Linked DNA regions of Mus musculus: region 1 is linked to region 2. The links are chromatin contacts, called in public Hi-C maps. All regions are on one chromosome and are shown on one strand. Each heading gives the region's core, a stretch centred on a gene start, on an enhancer-like site or on the middle of the called end of the contact. The rest is flanking DNA. Distances are from core to core; before and after follow the strand shown. Region 1 overlaps Col6a4 (collagen, type VI, alpha 4). Region 2 overlaps Col6a6 (collagen, type VI, alpha 6).

Evidence for each region. A called contact is a pair of places that touch in the nucleus more often than the background predicts.
Region 1: a Hi-C map of uterus shows a contact between it and region 2, with 2.8 times the contacts expected there. The contact joins two enhancer-like sites. A contact is called at or near these places in 2 of 484 Hi-C or Micro-C datasets (nephron progenitors and uterus).

What each region holds. Positions count from the first base shown.
Region 1 is chr9:106,076,659-106,079,407 of GRCm38.p6, reverse strand. It overlaps Col6a4 (collagen, type VI, alpha 4), which reads left to right. Exons shown (of 38, transcript NM_026763.2): 4 at 1,949-2,536. Among named protein-coding and RNA genes, the nearest start is that of Col6a4, 19 kb to the left of the region's middle. Within about 2 kb of position 1,272, at least 2 of the 459 cell types and tissues checked have an H3K27ac peak or open chromatin away from gene starts, as enhancers often do. A contact at or near this core is called in uterus, where this site is marked.
Region 2 is chr9:105,757,296-105,760,028 of GRCm38.p6, reverse strand. It overlaps Col6a6 (collagen, type VI, alpha 6), which reads left to right. Exons shown (of 37, transcript NM_001102607.1): 14 at 1,666-1,737; 15 at 1,840-1,866. Among named protein-coding and RNA genes, the nearest start is that of Col6a6, 69 kb to the left of the region's middle. Within about 2 kb of position 1,403, at least 6 of the 459 cell types and tissues checked have an H3K27ac peak or open chromatin away from gene starts, as enhancers often do. A contact at or near this core is called in uterus, where this site is marked.

The DNA.
Region 1 (2,749 bases), core at 23-2,522, 320 kb before region 2:
GGGCACACGGGCTACGTAACCCAGGTTACCCATGTGCACTTCCTACTGTTTTGCCCATTGGCACCTGTGAGAGGACATGCCTGTCTCTGACTTCCTTCTGCCCTTGATAGGACCCAAACTGATGAAAATCCGTCATAAGTTGGCTACTCAGCCTTACTGGAAAATACACAGCTTTGTTTTTCAAATTTTTCTTTTCTTTTTTTTTTTTTTTTTTTTTTTTTGGTCTTTCGAGACAGGGTTTCTCTGTGTAGCCCTGGCTGTCCTGGAACTCACTTTGTAGACCAGGCTGGCCTCGAACTCAGAAATCCGCCTGCCTCTGCCTCCCGAGTGTTGGGATTAAAGGTGTGTGCCACCACGCCCGGCTTCAAATTTTTCTTAATGCATCCATTGTAGACTTGTGGACACCTGCACACGATTTCCTAAGGCATAAAACTTCAAGCAGAGAAAGAGATGACTGTACATGGTCCCATCAAACTCCACAAGAGGACAGGCCTCCATTATCTCTTTATTTTGATATTTCCCTTTAAGAGCATATAACCTGGAAGATGTGCTAAAACCTGACAGTGTGTGAGAGGTCATATACTTTAAAAATAGCACTTCAAAGTTTACAAAGATGTCTTATGTATGCAGTCATAACTACCACCAGCTTGCTGCTCTACAGCAGGGGTTCTCAGCCTTTAATACACTGCCTCATGTTGTGGTGACCCCCCCCCTTGCCCCCAACCATAAACTTTTCATTGCTATACCATAACTGTAATTTGCTACTGTTATAAATCGTAGTATAACACCTGTGTTTCCTGGCGGTGTTAATAGACCCCTGTGAAAGGGTCATTTGACCCCCCCAGAGGAGTTTTGAACCCCCAGGTTGAGAACCATGGCTCTACTTCCAGCCTTGTTTACATTTCTCATTAGGCTGGTCTATGGCCTCCAATTTGTAAATAGGCAGGATGGTTAGCATGGCTACTTTTGCATTTCTCAGATAAGGAACCTGAGGTTAATGACACCACGAGGGTGTGGTAGAGCTAGAGAGTTGTTTCCCAGGACAGTTAGACCCACTGTCTAGAGCAGGTCTGTTAGAGTGCTTGCAGAAGCAGAGCCCATGGCAAGAACTGGAATGACATACTTTAATTAGGTTTCCCTCTAAGGGGACAGTCAATAAGGCTATGCCGGACAGAGATGCAGAGGAAAGGAAGGAAGGGCCTGTGTGAACTCTGCCAAAAGTTCCACAAAGCCAGTGTTGTCCTGACCCTTTGTGGGAACCTAACAGCACATGCTCTGTGGGAACTTAAGAGCAGATGTTACGTCTCAAGGTTGTCCTGACCCTGAATTGAGGCACAACAAGAATCTGGCTTTTGTAAAATTGAGAAAAAGACAGTGGCTGGAAGGAAGTCCTCCAAAGAGCAATGCTCAGAAATGGTCAAAAGGAATCAGCAGGCCCTGAGCAGAGTCTCGATGTCTGATATAGTAGATGATCATTAAAATGCCCCTGAGCAGGTAGGGACTGTGTACAGATTTCAGCGGCAGGAGAAGAAAAGTCTCAAAGAGTGACGGACCACAGGGCTGCTAAGTGCTAGATGGGCAGTGAGACCTACTAAAGAGAATGGGATGTGTTCTAGCCAGCAAGTGCCTTGAGAGGAGGTTTTCATCACAAGATGGGGAGACAGATGGCTTATCTCGACTGGGGATAAGACCATCCCTCTTTCAGTATGCTGTTAAAATTGCAAAAGATTTACCTTCTTGCCACGAGTTTGGGGATTGTCCAGTGGGTTTTAAGGCTGGAGGCAGGAGCAGCAGCAGTCGGGCAGGCTTGAAGCCTTGGAAGATGAGTGGGGGACACCACCAGCACACCTCCGCTCTCCCTTCTTTTTGTTCAGCACCATGCTTTACCGATTCTAGGCGTTGACAGCAAACCCTCTGAGACTCGCTCTGTTTACCTCCTTCTTTACAGCGTGCTCAGAAGCATCCCCGGCTGACATTGTGTTTTTGGTGGACAGTTCAACTAGCATCGGACTCCAGAACTTCCAGAAAGTGAAGCATTTCCTCCACTCTGTTGTCTCGGGGCTCGACGTCAGAAGCGATCAGGTGCAAGTGGGGCTGGTCCAGTACAGTGACAACATTTACCCAGCCTTTCCGCTGAAGCAGTCCTCTCTGAAGAGCGCCGTCCTGGATCGGATCCGGAATCTGCCCTACAGCATGGGGGGCACAAGTACCGGAAGCGCCCTGGAGTTCATCAGGGCCAACTCCTTGACTGAGATGAGTGGCAGCCGTGCCAAGGATGGGGTTCCTCAGATAGTTGTCCTGGTGACAGATGGGGAGTCCAGTGATGAGGTCCAGGATGTGGCTGACCAGCTGAAAAGAGACGGGGTCTTTGTGTTTGTGGTAGGGATCAATATTCAAGATGTCCAAGAGTTGCAGAAAATAGCCAACGAGCCGTTTGAGGAGTTTCTCTTCACCACAGAAAACTTCAGCATCTTGCAGGCGCTCTCAGGAACCCTCCTTCAGGCCCTGTGTTCCACGGTGGAGAGGCAGATGAAAAGTAAGCCCCGTTCAATCATCTACCACTGAACTGCAATGTAGCAGTGTGCTTCCGAAGGGGAAGGGTGGCCTATAATCACGGGAGCATCTGGGGATGTCTCCTAGAGGAGAGGAAGTCCGAGCTGGCCTTGAAGGATGAGTAGAGAGCTCATAGGTAGAAAAGAAAAGAGAAGACACGCTGTTGGGTTGTTTAGAAGAAACAGCATGGGCTCTG
Region 2 (2,733 bases), core at 154-2,653:
TCGCCTATCCCTACAAACATAAGAAGGAAACAAAGACCACACTCTGAGGATTCAGATGCAGTCTTGGGTCTTTCCTGACCCTCCTTGTGCCTGAGAAACACTTCTTCTTAGAGGTGGTTACCCACCTACACTGCACAGTTAACTTGGTGTGAAAGGTAGTTTCTCTGCCTTAGGAGTCACACCCCTGCCAATTGCCCAGGTCATTTAGTAATTAAACCAATGCACCACATAATTTATCAGAAACCTTTCCCTCCCTCCTTCCTCCTCCCCTCCCTCCTCCCCTCCCTCCTCCCCCTCCCTCTCTCCTTCTGTCCTCCCTCTCTCTCCACTCTCTCTCCTTTCCTCTTTCCTCCTTCTCTCCTCCCTCCCTCCTCCCCTCTCTCTTTTTTAAATATTTATTTATGTACGTGAGTACAATGTTGCACTTTTCAGACACACCAGAAGAGGGCATAAGATCCCATTACAGATGGTTGTGAGCCACCATGTGGTTGTTGGAAATTGAACTCAGGACCTCTGGAAGAGCACTCAGTGCTCTTAACCACTGAGTCGTCTCTCCAGCCCCCTCCTCCCCTCTCTTCTCCCTCCCTCCTCCCTTCCTCCTCCCCCTCTCCATCCTCCCTCCTCCCCATCTCCCTTTTCTCCCTTTCTTCTCCTTCCTTTTTTCTTTTTATGCATCCAGTTATGCATTCGTCTGACAGTACATATTTAAGCTTCTTACTGATCACTTCATTGTTTCCAAAAAAAAAACCCACTGATGCACATATCCAATGCATATGCACCCTAGCAGTGTAAGTACCCCAGAAATGAGAAAAAAAATAGATACAGAACAAAAATAACTTAGGGACCTTTCCACACTAGTGAGAAGACAAACAAGGGAAGTGTGTCCAGCTGTTCTACCCGTGACTGTGCTGGAGGCACAGGGAGTTGACGGTATTGAGCAAGAATAGAAACCTAGTGGCTTGAAGGCCAACCCGGTTGGAGTTGACCCTGAGAAGAAAAAGTTACAAAACAATGGGTAACACTTGGGCAGACACATGGAGGATAACAAGGCGTTCCTCCGGCTAAAGTATGTGGGAAATCTTATTCTACCCCAAAGGGGAACCATGTGTTCAAAACAGTAATGGAGTCAAAGGGTTGGGACTGGGGGTTGGCAGAATGGCAGGTGGTCAGTGTGGCTGGACAGTGTAGAAGTCCCCTGAAGAAGATGCACTGGTGTCTAGCTGTGGACAGTGAGTGAGGGTGAGCAAAGGAGCAGGACCAGACAGCATCATGGGTAACGATGCTCAGACCGAGGTCTTGGGTCAAAGTCTTAAAGTCACAGGGACCGGGCAAAGAGTCCCGAATCTTAGCCTAGGGCAGAGTGAAGACACATGGTAAGGAAATTTAAAGGGAGCAATGTGGTGGCCACCTGGGGAAGGGGAAGCTCCATGCCGGCAGTGTGCGGATGGCGTCCAGAGCAAAGGGTTGTCATCGTTGTAGATCAGATTTACTTCCACTCTTTGTTTTCATAGGCTGGAGTCCCGGAATGTAAGTCATGAGCAGACAGATGTTTTCTTAAAAAACAAAACCAAAATAAAATAAAACCACTTGTCAGGTGTCCAGGACAGATCCCAGATCACACTAGCACACACTCATCTGGATGTGTGCTTTTCTGCTTTTCCTCAGGGAGAAAGAGGAGCCTCTGGGCCAATGGGAGAGCAAGGCACGAAGGGATGCTTCGGTGCCAAAGGGCCTAAGGTAAGGACTCTGTAAGCCCTACCTACGCCTCGCTGTGCTGCCTGTCGTCCTGGCAGCCCATTGCATTTCCCACACTCACACTGCTGTCCTTTCCATTTTCAGGGAACCAGAGGACTCAGTGGAGAAGAGGTAATGGCACCAGGCCCTGCATTTTATTTACCCTTCAGTTATCCAGAAATTCACATCTATCTATCTATCTATTTATTTATTTATTTATTTATTTATTTATTTATTTTTGGTATCAGCTATTTTATTTAAGGTTTTGTTTTGTTTTGTTTTTTGAGATTATTACAGTATTTCTCTCTTCCCTTTCTTCCATCCAAACCCTCTCATATAATGCTCCTCTTTCTCTTTCAAATCCATGGCCTCTTTTTTGTTGTTGTTGTTCATTGTTGTTGCAAGCCTATATGTACATGCATATAAAGACAGCCTGCTCAGTCTGTATAATATTCTTTGTCTATGTGTTTTCAGAGTTGACTGTTTAATGTTGGATGACCAGTTACTATACTCTTCTCTGGGGAACGCTATTTCTCCTGCTTGTATTCTTAGTTGACTATAGTTCTTTGTGTAGGATTGCGGGCTCTTTCCATTCATCCTGACATTTCTATTACTGTTATCCTTGTGTAACTCATGTTTATGGAGTCATGTTGGTGAGATTTTATGAGTGTAGCTTCTGGTGTTACTAGGAGACACAATCTCACAGCAAATCCTCTGATCTCCTGGCTTTCGCAATCCTCCTTTCCCACAATGTTCCTAAGGCCTTAAGTGTTTTGCAGGTGTATCCATTATGTCTGTGCTTCAAAACTCTGTGTTTTGATTGGTTGTGACTTTCTGTAATAGCCTCTGTCTGCTGCCTCTGTCTGTTGCCGCAAGGAAGTTTCTTTGATATGTGGGAGGTGTGAGGAGTACACTTACCTGGGGCACGAGGACAAATGTTTAGAGTATTGTTTGGGAGTTGCTAGATTAGTAAAATTGTGGGTTCTCCACCAAGATCCA